Regions from separate parts of the Mus musculus genome. Here region 1 is linked to region 2. Evidence: chromatin contacts called from public promoter capture Hi-C data. All regions are on one chromosome and are shown on one strand. Each heading gives the region's core, a stretch centred on a gene start, on an enhancer-like site or on the middle of the called end of the contact. The rest is flanking DNA. Distances are from core to core; before and after follow the strand shown.

Region 1 (6,527 bases), core at 1,283-3,782, 220 kb before region 2:
GCAAACTATAACATGCCAAATAATACACAGCAGACAGCACTTACAACAGTAGGACATTTTACAGAGAAAGTCTTTTCTGCTATCCTCACATTACGTGTAATAGCTAAAGAATATTTAACAATAAATGAGAAAGCGAAAAAATAAAAGGTCTGGAGAAGTAGTGCAGTGTTGAACTGCCTAGCACACAAAAGGCTCTGGTTCCATCTCTAAGCACTGAAAACAAGCTCCTCACAACAGAACCGGAAAGGTGCAGAGATAGAGGGCCTAGTGGTTAAGAGTACTGACTGCTCTTTCACGAGACCTATCCACGTTCCACTCCCAGCACTTGTGATGGTGCAAGGGTCCGTAACTCCAGTTACAATTATTATACCTTCTGGCCTCTGTAGGCGCTACGTGCAAGTGGTGCAGAGACATATATACAGGCAAACCTCATACGCTTAAAATCAATGTTTTTAAGCTGTGGAGGAAAATATTAAACATATGTCAGTAACCAAGCAATGACAGAGCTAGGGATACACTTCAGGGGTAAAGTATGTGTCTGCAGACATTCCTGGGTAAACAGCATGCAGACAGAGATCAGAGAACAACGTATGGGAATCGGTTATTTCTTTCTGCCGTGTGGATCCTGGGAATGGAACTAAGGCCATTTCACCAGTGCAAAAGGAGCAACTCCTACTCTAGTAGCTTATAAGCCGTCCTGGTTTCCAAAGAGAAAATACATATTCTGTTTCTCCTCGGTCCTTTGCTTAGTCTTTTAATCCTGACTTTTATACTGTCACATGTGCTTTCTCAACATACTGACCGTATAACAAATATGTCACTCAGATTTAACTCATGTAAAACAGATTGAGGCCGGGTGGTGGTGGTGCATGCTTGCCCCATCTCAATAAATGGTACAGTTATCTATCTATGTGGTTGCTCAAAACAAGAATTAAAAAGGGAATGCAGGGCATGTGGACAAAAATCTATATACTCTCAGCACGCCAGAGGTTGGGACAGAAGAATCCAAAGTTCAAAGCCATCTTTGGCTATATATGGAGTTTGAAGTCACTCTGAGCAACATAAAACCTTGTTTCAAACCCAAAACACACGCACATCAAAGCAACCCTCAGCATTCGGTGCCTGCAACTCCAACTCTTAAAAGTTGAGAAGGTTCAAGAGTTCAAGGCCAACCTGGGCTACAAGCTATCTCTCCCTTTCCCTTCCAAGGCTTGCTAATTCTACCTCCAAACGCTCATCTTTTCACTCTGTCTACTTCCATTTGCAAGGAGTCAATCCAGGCTACCGCAGAAGGCTGCATCCTGACTCCTCAGCACCCCCCCCACACACACACACACACACTTTTGACTTCTCCGGTGTAGTGGTGGGATTGTGCCACTACCTTCTCAAAACCTTTCTACGAGCTTCCTATAAAAAGTAAGTCTGCCAGATGTGGTGGTGGTGGAACCACACCCTTAATCCCAGCACTGGGAAAGCAGAGGCTGGTAGATCTGAGTTCGAGGCCAGCCTGGTCTACAGAGAGGACTGAGGTTCTGAGACAGGTCTATGTATGTATATGAAAGAGACCCCCGTCTAAAACGAACCACAGTTAAGGCACCAACCCCTCATCGGTTGTTTTGGTCCTACCTTTAAGGCAGACTACACAAATATACACACCCATAGTAATTACTTCTGGACACTAGAATTTCTTCTTTGTCCTTGTCTAAATTTTAAAAATATTCTCGGATGAGTACTTGCTACTTATTAATGGCAACGATACTGCTGAATAAATGTGTATTACCTTCTAGTTTATGTTATGGAATTTTAAAAGTGGGTTGTTTCTGCAATTAGGTATGTGCCTAGACAAAAATACTAGCAATATCAAAACTAGTAAGATGTTAGTGAGCTGCAGAATTATAGGACACAGTATTTTTTGTTTAACATAAATACTTGCATAATGGAGATGAGCTCTAAGCCTTATTGTCTTCTGCATAAGCACACCGAGCCGTGTTTCTGGTCAAGTCCTCACTTTCCGAAGCTTCCATAGGACACAGCACCGTCCTACGCTCTCGTGCAGACTTCTCGCAACCTTCCTAAGCCGCCGCAGATTTCTTTGGGCAAATCCAAACTTGCCGAGGCGACCTCGTCTCGGGACCACCCGCGGGTCACCGCGCAAGCTCAGCCGCCTCGGCTGCAAAGCGACCCGTCTGAGGCTGCGCGGCGAGAAGAACCCTCCCCACGCCGGACCTGGCTCTCCGCGGACCCAGGCGCCCACCCGTCCGCGCCGCTGAGCTGTCCGCGCGGCCGCGGTGGGGGAGGGGTGCACGTGCCCGCGCCAGACAATGCCCCGCACAAGACGCGCGCCCGCACCGACACTCACCCTTCCTGCGCGCCCAGCTGCAGCGCCGCCCTGCCGGGACCCGGAACCCCCACGCGGAGAGAAAGAGCGAAAGGTCTCCTCCCGTGGAACCGCCGTGCGAGGCCCGGGACGCGCCCGCGCGGAAGCTCACGACAGAGCAGCCCGCCCGCCGTCAGGCTCCGCCCCGCACGTCACCTCGAGGGCGGGGCGGCGCGGGCGCGCGCGGTGGGGGCGGGGTCGGGGCGGCGTGGCCGCGGGGGGCTAAAGCTGCTCCTGAACTCTGCGTCGCACCTTCAGGTTGACCGCTTGAGCCGGCCAACCGTTGTCTTCCTGCTGAAAGTTTGAGAGAATGCTGGTTCTCTTGTAGTCATGGCAATAGTAACTATGGTGACCGCACTGCTGAGCGTACCATCTTGCGTCACTGTGTTTAGTGATAGAGGTGTATATAGCAGCCGTAACCTAGTATCTAGTATCGCGGGGTAATACTTGTAGTCTGGAGACTGAGGCAGGAGCATCACAAGTACAAAACCTGTCTAGTTACATAGTGAATTCAAGGCCCTGTCTCAAAGTAAAAGTTATTGGTAGAGTGCTTGCTTAGAGCAATGCTGTGGGTCCAACCTCCAGCACCATAAATATATATATTAAACAAGCAAACAAAAAAAAAAAAAGAAAGAAAGAAAGAAAGAAAGAAAGGAAGGAAGAAAGAAAGACGTGGTGGCGCACGCCTTTAATCCCAGCACTTGGGAGGCAGAGGCAGGCGGATTTCTGAGTTCGAGGCCAGCCTGGTCTAAAAAGTGAGCTCCAGGACAGCCAGGGCTATACAGAGAAACCCTGTCTCGAGAAACCCTGTCTCGAAAAACCAAAAAGAGAGAGAGAGAGAGAGAGAGAGAGAGAGAGAGAGAGAGAGAGAGAGAATGAAGGAAGCAAAGACAGGAAGAAGGCATTAATCATTGTGAACCCATTTTAGTAGATGTAGCACCTGAGTGAGGTGTAGTGGTCCCCCCTCCCCCCTCTGGTCCCAGATACTTTGTAGACTGAAAGAAAGGGTGAAGGTTTGAAAACGTTGAAAACTTTTTTGTTTGTTTTGTTTTTTGAGACACTGTTTCTCTGTAGAAACATTTACTTTTGTAGATTTACTTAATGTAGATGCAGCTAATGAATGACAATCCATTAAGCCTCGGTTTTCCCTTTAAAATCGCTTGAAACCAGCTTTCTTCCATGATACTACACACCAAGACTTCCTATTACTTCTTCAGGACTACAGCATCCAGGCTGACCTTGGAGCTGCCTCAGACTTTTTCAGCTCTTGCTCATATTGTACAGCTTGTACATACTTACCACACAAGCTGAGTAGTGAGGTTTTTTTTTTTTTTTTAAGATTTATTTACTATTATACATAAGTACACTGTAGCTGACTTCAGACGCACCAGAAGAGGGCGTCAGATCTCATTACTGGTGGTTGTGAACCACCATGTGGTTGTTGGGATTTGAACTCAGGACCTTTGGAAGAGCAGTCAGTGCTCTTACCTGCTGAGCCATCTCACCAGCCCGAGTAGTGAGTTTTATTATATTTTATGTACATATTGTCAATCTTTTTATGCATTTTGTTTAATATGAAATATTTTAAAAGTTATATTCCTATATCCCCTATATCAAGGCTAGTCATGGGCCAGGAATAGTGGCCCACAACTCTGATCCCAGCATTTAGGAAGCAGAGGCAGATAGATCTCTTTGAGTTCAAGGCTAGCCTGGTTTATATAGTAAGTTCCAAGCCAACCAGAACTAAATAATGAGAACTGTCTTAAAACAAGCCCAGTCATGACACATAGTATAGATTCAAAACTGTCACATAGTTATAGACTCAAAAGCTGTGAACAGTGACAAAGACTAGAGACATGTATCTTATCCCTGGCCTCCTGATATTAAGGTCTATCAGGAGTAAAATAAGATGAACCATTTTCTCAACAATGTTTATTGCTTCTCTACTGTCTGGGACTCACTCCTATATATGTTAGTTGGGCACAGAGGGCACAGAAGTGCACAAAGCAGAATTAATTAGCCCTGATAAAAATTTTCAACCTCATAATGATTATCTTTCAGGTTAGCCTCCTAAGTGGTAGGATTAGAGACACATGCAGCAGCCTCTACAGAATTGCCGTTTGACAAGGAAACTGAACCTAATCTAAATTTAGACCAAGAAAGTCTTTTTTGAGCCTGAAGTGAAAATTCAGAGAAGTCTGGAAGATAAAAATTAAGTTCTTGGGGGTGGGTGTATGATATATGTGTGAGGCCCTGGGTTAAATTCCTAGCACCTATGAAATCAACTAATTTCATGAAATTGAATGACAATAGCCCCCATTGGCTCATATATTTAAATGTTTGGTCCCCAGTTGGTAGAACTGTTTTGGAAAGGATTAGGAGGTGTAGCCTTGTTGGATATGTGTCACTGGGAGGTGGGCTTTGAGGTTTCTAAATTCCGTGCCAGGCCATCTCTTTCTCTCTGCCTCCACCTTTTAGATAGATGTAAGATCTTAGTTAGCTACTGCCATGCCATCCCCGCTTTTTGCCTTGCTCCTTGTTATGATAGTCATGGACTTACCTGCTGAAACTGTAAGCAAGCAGACAATTTTTTTTTTTTTTTTTTTTTTTTTTTTGGTCTTTCAAAACAGGGTTTCTCAGTATAACCCTGGCTGTCCTGGAACTCACTCTGTAGACCAGGCTGGCCTTGAACTCAGAAATCTGCCTGCCTCTGCCTCCCAAGTGCTGGAATTAAAGGCGTGTGTCACCACTGCCCGGCTTTTTATTTATTTATTTATTTTTTTTTTTAATTTTAAACTGAGGATCAAACCCAGGGCTCTATCGCTTAGTTAAATCCCAACTCTGTAAGCCCACAACCAAATTCTGTCTTTATATGTTGCCTTGGTCACGGTGTCTCTTCACAGCAATAGAACAGTAACTAAAACATCAAGAAAGAGATTAAGGTAAGGTCAGGCTGAGTATATTAGAGTTAATTCAAATTTTGGTCAAACTCCAAGGTAAGCACATAGAATATCTATCTACATGCCTGGGAAAGTAGAAGCCCACTTCTTTGGTCTAACTGGAAAGCTGCCTAGTGTTCAAGTCACAATAGTAACTTTGGAAGAGGTGGTAGTCTGATGCGATGGAGCTGCTGTTTCTCTCTATGGCTTTCAGATGGCATGCCAGAAACCCAGATTTTGGGTGGAATTTGATAGTGCATGCCTATAATCCCTGCTCTTGGAAGGTAGAGACAGTAGGATCAAAATTCAAGATAATCCTCATATACATGGTGAGGATTATCAAACAATAGACATCTATATTTTTCTGAAGATAGCATTGCACAGCCCTTCTCCCTCTTGCATGCTTCTCCGAGCTTCCTAAACTTTACAGGGCGCGGCCCTAATGTCCCCTTTAGACTGAGTGCTCAGTCAGTCCTGACTCTCAACACCTTGAACAGCCAGGATTCTGCATTTGCCATTGTCCACTGCAAAGAAAAGGTTCTCTGACTAAGCCTATGAATATTATTTGCCTATGAGAATAAACATGACTATTTAGAAGGCAGTTTGGTGCCATGCCAATTCAGCTACACAACAGTAAGCCCCCCACTTAGAGCTTAGAACTCTGCAGCCATGGGTTTTTGGCTGGGTTTGCAGTACCAGGCCAATTCCGAGAACAATTGGCTAATCACTGTAATGGCAAACCTTGGTTGTGAACTTGACCATATCTAGAATCAATTAAAACCCAAGCATCTGGCCCCTCAGATGAGGCATGTTCTTAATTGGATGGTTTGAAGTGGGAAGACCACCCTAAATCTGAGCTGCACCCAGTGGCAGCCCACATGAGAAGGCATGGGAGAAGCCTTTGCTTGTTGCTGCCTGCTCTCACGGTCCCTGGCAAGTTCACCTATCTTGTTCCTGAGGCATTCCTTTGCTGGTATTAGAACCCACTTTTCTGAGATTCTAATGTAGTCTGAAGACCTGCAGCTCATTAAGAATCTCTGGAATTCCAGCACCAGATTGAGACTGCTAAAATACCCATTCTTGTGGACTGAACAACCACCAGACTCAGCCTTTCTGTCAGGAGAGGTTGAGACCACTGCCTGTAAGCCACACTAATGACACACACACACACACACACACACACACACACACACACACACACACACACACAC
Region 2 (6,575 bases), core at 1,914-4,413:
GGCCACACCCTTCTATTTTTCCCTCTTCTGGCCAGTTATGATTCTCCTATGGACTATAGTCTTATCTCTCTTCTTAATCTCTTTCAAGAGAGCACTGGGTAGCCCTCTTAAACCAAACCAGATCCTAAAGGTATCCAATTTCACTTACTTATCCAACTGCTGGGTTTGTCTGTCCACTAAAGTCTAGCATCCCTGGGCTTCCCCTGATCCATCATCACTGATTATCCACACCCCTCTCAAGCTACATCTTTCCATGACCAGTTCCTTCCAAGGCCCTATACCTGACGTCTGAGATCACTTTGCTTTTTCTGACTCCTCTACATTCCCTTTCTAGAATGTCTAACTGCAAGCTATCACTCTCTTCCTACATATTTATTCTACCAGCATCCTTTCTATTCACATCTGAGTCACCTCGGTCAATCATGCCCTTCCCCCTGAGACACAATACAAATCCTTTCCTGATACTATATGAGAGCTCATATCTACAGATACTCTCACTCTTTTCTTTTTTTCAATGGGTCTTCTCTTTGTCTCTCCCTTCTTCTCTTCCTTCTCTATTCCACTTTCCTGGTTAGTCTCTCATTTTTGCTCTGTCACTGTGGCTTATTTATTTAAGTGCTTGGTCTCCACTTGCTAGAACTGTTTGAGCTGGATAAATAAGTGTGGCCTTATTGGAGGAAGCATGTCACTGTGGGAGAGCTTTGTGGTTTCAAAAGCCTACATCATTCCCAGTTAGTGTCCACTTCCCTTCCAGTCTCAAGCTTGTGGATCAGATGTAAGCTCTGACTCTGCTTCAGTACCATGCTTGTCTACCTGCAGCCCTTGCTTCTCAGCATGATGGTTATATACTCCAAGCATCTGGGACAGTGGGCCCCCAAATTAAATGCTTTCTTTTATAAGTTGCCTTGGTGTCTTATAAGTTTCCATGGTATCTTTTTACATCAAAATAAAGTAACTAAGACAGGAATCCAAGATATTTTTGGCCCTCTAATGATTATGTAGAGACTGACCTCTCCAGAAACACCAATTTCTCTGGCACTGTAAGACACCAAGATGATAAATATAATGCCTCCTTAGAGTCTCTGAATGTCTTACAATATCTCCCCAATGACTCTTACCTGCCCATGCATGACAGCCTTGATCCATTGTCAGACCTTCACCACTGCACCCTGAATACATTGTCTTGCTATGTAACCTCAAATTATTGGGTCCTATCCATTTCTGACTCCTTTACTGGTGCACCCCAGAGTTTAACTCTCTACCCTATTCATTTACAGCTAAAGTCTACCCACAACCAAGACCTCCCACTACCAACCCCTTCAAGCAGCACACTGTCAAAAGAAAATGTCTGACAAGATGAAATCACTGTTTAAACATGTTGGTCTGCCAGAAGCAAGATCTTTCCCCACCTCTTAATACTCCCCACCTCATCCTTCCTCAACTCCTCAAGCATCTTTCTTTGTGACTCAGATAGCTACATATGCTTGCCAGCCAATTTGTCAGGAATCTCCACCCTAGTCTTTCAATAATACCCTCACATAAAGGTTCTCACAACCAGAAAGCTTCCATTTCCCCCAACAATGTCTGTTAAATCTACACTTTCAATCAAGGGGAACACTCCCCCTCCTGCTCATTCTGGTTGTGTTAGGCATCTCATCTTCCTTGGGGATAGGCATAGTAGGGGTATCTACCTCCACTTGCTATTTTCAACAAGTATCAAAGGCACTTTTTAGTGCCCTAGCTGAAATAGCAGCCACTATCAATATTCTCCCAAACCAAATAGATTCCCTTGAATAGGTCATTCTCCAAAACAGGAGAGCCATAGATCTAATGGAAGAAAAAGGGGGTGGGGCACGTGCCTCTTTCTCCAAGAGGACTGCTGCTTCTACATCAACCAATCAAGAATCATCTGAGACATGACAAATCCTCCAAGACCAAGCATTACACAAAACACAGGGAGCCTGGCTTACAGTAGGACAATGACTAGCTTGGGTAAGACCCCTACTGGGTCCCTTACTATGCATCTCCTCACTTAGATACTGAAGACAGACCCTAAAAACCCAATCATGCCCTCACTCAGCATGAAACAAACATATGAATATAGTGTCCCTTTCCTTTTTTATACTGTCAGGGTTGGGAATAAAGGGCTGGGACCTGCCTCCCCCTGAAGGTCCCTGGGAAGGAGAAAAGGAAAGTCTGTAAGTTGAATGTTGACCCTGCTCCCTGCAGAATCTCATGATACCTCCAAGTCCCTCCCAGCCTATATTTCTTTCCTTTACAGTGACAATCCCAAATGACAAGAACTTAAAGTCTGGGTCTTATCTCAATAGATCCAAATTAAAGAAAGAGATGCTACTGTGACACGGCCTAAAAGGGCAAAAAGCCAGACTGAGAACTGTCTTACCTACTTTACTTAAAGGCTAAATACTCAACCCCTAGTAATAAAGAATTCTCATCAGACTGAAATAATAGTTTTTTTTTTTCCATTCTCAAGACTGAATTAATTATACTCCATGTTTTATTTTTTTCCTGGTCTATTATATCCTAACTGATGTGTTTTATAAAGCCAAGGATATGTTTTATAGAGCATGGTATGATGCAGTGGGAGGGGGTTTCTCAGTGGGTCCACACTGAGGCATCCTCTTCCACGGAGGTACCAGCCATATGACAGGTCTAGTATAGAATAGAGTTTTTTTGAGGACATGGGAAGGGGAGTTGAGAAGGGAGTAGAGGTAGAGAAAGAGAGGGGACAGGAAAGAAGAAGGAGGAGGAGGAGGAGGAAAAGGAGGAGGAGGATGAGAGGAAGAGGAAGAGGAGGAGGAGAGGAAGAGGAAGAAGAGGAAGAGGAAGAGGAGGAGGAGGAAGAAGAAGAAAAAGAGGAAGAAGAAGAAGAAGAAGAAGAAGAAGAAGAAGAAGAAGAAGAAGAAGAAGAAGAAGAAGAAGAAGAAGAAGAAGAAGAAGCAGCAGCAGCAGCAGCCGCCAGCTAGGAATATGTGGAGGAGAAGAAGGGAGAAGGGAGTCAGAGAAAGAAAAGAGCCAGAGAGAGAGAGAGAGAGAGAGAGAGAGAGAGAGAGAGAGAGAGAGAGAGAGTCAGAGAGATCAAACAGTCCTGTTTAGAGCAAGCCAAGCCCACCTGACTGTTTCTTGGTAACTGTTGTGTGGAGTGTAGAAGGAATGCCAACACTAACTGCTTTTGAAGCACATGGGTAAACAAAGACAGTGAAAGCAGGCTTCCTGAAATGGTGGCTTCTTGTTCTCAGAAGACTGTGAAGAGAAGGCATGAGGGAACATGTTGGCTCTGAGTATCTAAACAGGGCAAATAGGTGAAACAGGAAGACACAGAGTCATATAAAACACCCACAACAGAGTCAATTTAACGGACTTCTAGCATTAGGCCTCTCTAATACTGAAAGGTTAAAGTTGCTCCCTTTCCTTTGGGGGTAGGGGTTGGTCTTCTGTCTTTTCCAAGTATTCAGTATTTTGCCTATGTCAGAGAAAAAAGTTGGCAATCCATTAGACAACCACCTGCACTCCTGTTATACCCTCAGTTCTTGGTTTTGTTCATTACTGAAGATTTTTCTTTACCTATGGATGCAGAGATAATTCCCCAGATGATAAGACATTCCCTTGAGCAATATATCCAAGGTGGGTAATACTAGAACTTTATGATAGTTCTTTTAATTTATGTGCTTATTTTATGTGTGTGTATGTTATAGTTACTGGGTTTATGGCAAATAAAATAATTTAAATATTTAAAAATGCAAATAAATTGAACTTACTTTATCCTGTGCCTCCAACACATTGTGGCCAGAATAGGCAGTCTTTCTTTTTAAACTATGCTCTCCATCACCTTAAATACTTAATGGCATATCTGAAAGAGGCAATTGCACAGTTTTCTACAAGAAAGGAAAGGGTAGATCTTGACCCTTGCTGATCAAGGCTGGTTGTGGCTCTTAACTCTTGCTGATTAGGAAGCTTTGTTTTGCTGATTAATGGAACTCTGGAATTGTGGGAGAGACATGCTACCCCAATTCCCAGTAAGATTTTGAGTCAGTTATGTTCCCATTAACCAAAGTAACTGTAGAACTGAGCAGTATGATGGTTGCTGATTTACAAGCAACCTATAGGTCAGGAAGCAGGATCTGCAACTAAGTTAACTCTAGATTCCTTTCAAATGGCCTTTCTTTTTCCTTTTTTTTCTGATTTCATTCTTTTCTCCTTTATTAGATTATAGATTATTAGATTGTATGCATTTAAAAAATTAATTTAATTTTTACATTCCATATTCCATTCCCTGCCCCGCATCCACCCTCCGACTCTCCACAATCCACACCCCCTTCCCATCCCCTGTCTCCTTGTGGATGCCCCCAACCCCACCTGACCTCTAAACTCCCTGGCGCCTCCAGTCTCTTGGGGGTTAGGTGTTTAATCTCTGAATGAACACAGACCTGGCAGTCCTCTACTCTATGTGTGTTGGAGGCCTCATATCAGCTAATGTATGCTGCCTGTTTGGTCGTTCAGTATTTGAGAGATCTTGGGGGTCCAGATTAATTGAGACTGCTGGTCCTCCTACAGGGTGGCCCTCCTCCTCAGCTTCTTTCAGCCTTCCCTAATTCAACAACAGGGGTCAGCTGCTTCTGTCCATTGGATGGGTGCAAATATCTGCACTTGACTCTTTTAGCTGCTTGTTGGGTGTTTCAGAGGGTAGTAATGATAGATCACTTCTTGTGAGCATTCCATAGCCTCAGTAATAGTGTCGGGCCTTGGGACCTCCCCTTGAGCTGGATCCCACTTTGGGCCTGTCATTGGACCTTCTTTTTCGCAGGCTCCTTTCCATTTTCATCCCTGTAATTTTTTCAGACATAAACAATTATGGGTCAGAGGTGTGACTGTGGGATGGCAACCCCATTCCTCACTTGATGTCCTGTCTTCCTGCTGGAGGTGGGCTCTATAAGTTCCCTTTTCCTACTTTTGGACATTTCATCTAAGGTCCTTCCCTTTGATTCCTGGGAGTCTTTTACCTCCCAGGTCTCTGGTGCATTCTGGAGGGTCCCCCTAACCTCCTATTTCCTGAGGTTGCCTGTCTCCATTCTTTCTGCTGGCCCTCAGGGATTCAGTCCTTTTCCCTGACCTGATACCAGATCAGGTTCCCCTCTCCCCCTGTCAACCCCTCCCCCATCTACTTTCCCTCCCAGGTCCCTCCCTCCCCCTCCACTTGTGATGGCTTTCTTCTCTTTCCCAAGTGGGACTGAGGTGCCCTCACTTGGGCACTTCAACTTGTTGGCCTTTTTGAGTTCTGTGGACTGTATCTTGGGTATTCTGTAGTTTTTATTTATTTATTTTTTGGCTAATATCCACTTATCAGTGAGTACATATCATGCATGCCCTTTTGGGTCTGAGTTACCTCACTCAGGATGATATTTTCTAGTTCCATCTATTTGCCTGCAAAACTCAGGATGTCTTCGTTAACCCTGAGTGGAATACCTTATACCAATCAGAATGGCTAAGATCAAAACCTCAGGTGGCAACACATGTTGGAGAGAATGTGGAGAAAGAGAACACTCCTCCATTGGTGGTGGGATTACAAACTGGTACAATCATTCTGGAAATCAATCTGGATGTTCCTTAGAAAATTCTAAATAGATCTACTGTAGAACAAGCTGTATCACTCTTGGGAATTACCCAAAAGATGCCCCATCATGCCACAGGGGCATATGTTCCACTATGTTCATAGTGGCCTTATTTGTGATAACCAGAAGCTGGAAACAACCTAGATGTCCCAGGACAGAAGAATGGATACAGAAAATGTTCATTTACACAATGGAATACTACTACTCAGCTATTAAGAATGAGGTCATCAATTGACCTTTCAAATGCATTCACTGTAATATGTTCTGAGACCTTAGCACAACTGACTCCGTGATGGAAGTACCATCCAGGCCATTAATCTCAGGGAGTGGGCAGCACCATCTGCCAAAATGAAAACAAAGACCTAATCCATCAATGGCTACAGTCCTGGGAAAGCCTCTAAATTATTAACCTTGCTTTTTGGCTTCTGTAGTTCCTCTTCTGGGGAACTGTTCTTGTTAACTGAAGTGTGTCAACCTAAAATATGGTTTTTGTACTTAAAGGCTCGGAGAAAGGCTTAGGGGCTACACTAGGATCCCAAACACTCAGTGTAGTTACCAGCTGGCTAGTAAAGACTTCCTATTGGCTTAAACCCATGTCCAAGTAGTGTGCTGGTGGATACTCCACATCACTCTCCATAACAAGAAAAAATGTAACACCCCGGCAAACAGATACTTGAGGATTAAATAAAACAAAACTAAAACACACAGAAACAAAGCAACCACTTTGAACTTGAATAACAATTTAAAATAAGAGAACCAAAGGCATTTTGACATTGTCTCTTATGTTTGGTTTGTTTGTTTGGGTTTTCTTTCCTCTCCACCTCCTCCTTCTTTTTATTCCAAAGAAGCACAAAACAAAGCAAAACCCTCAGAGAGGCTCATATCAGCAACTTGCATCCAAAGTTTTGTAATCTAATCGAGAGAGAGAGAGAGAGAGAGAGAGAG

The links. Promoter capture Hi-C pulls out the DNA fragments that hold promoters and counts their contacts.
Region 1: a promoter capture Hi-C map of the C10 cell line shows a contact between it and region 2, with 2.8 times the contacts expected there. The contact joins the promoter of Yeats2 here to the enhancer-like site in region 2. A contact is called at or near these places in 4 of 39 promoter capture datasets (the 3T3-L1 cell line, the C10 cell line, liver and 1 more), 1 of 15 datasets of contacts at CTCF or cohesin (pro-B cells) and 2 of 9 other capture datasets (adipose tissue and liver).

Annotation. Positions count from the first base shown.
Region 1 is chr16:20,137,068-20,143,594 of GRCm38.p6, reverse strand. Yeats2 (YEATS domain containing 2) reads right to left here and starts at 2,532. Exons shown (of 31, transcript NM_001145930.1): 1 at 2,360-2,532.
Region 2 is chr16:19,915,094-19,921,668 of GRCm38.p6, reverse strand. No RefSeq gene overlaps it. Among named protein-coding and RNA genes, the nearest start is that of A930003A15Rik, 34 kb to the right of the region's middle. Within about 2 kb of position 3,163, at least 2 of the 459 cell types and tissues checked have an H3K27ac peak or open chromatin away from gene starts, as enhancers often do.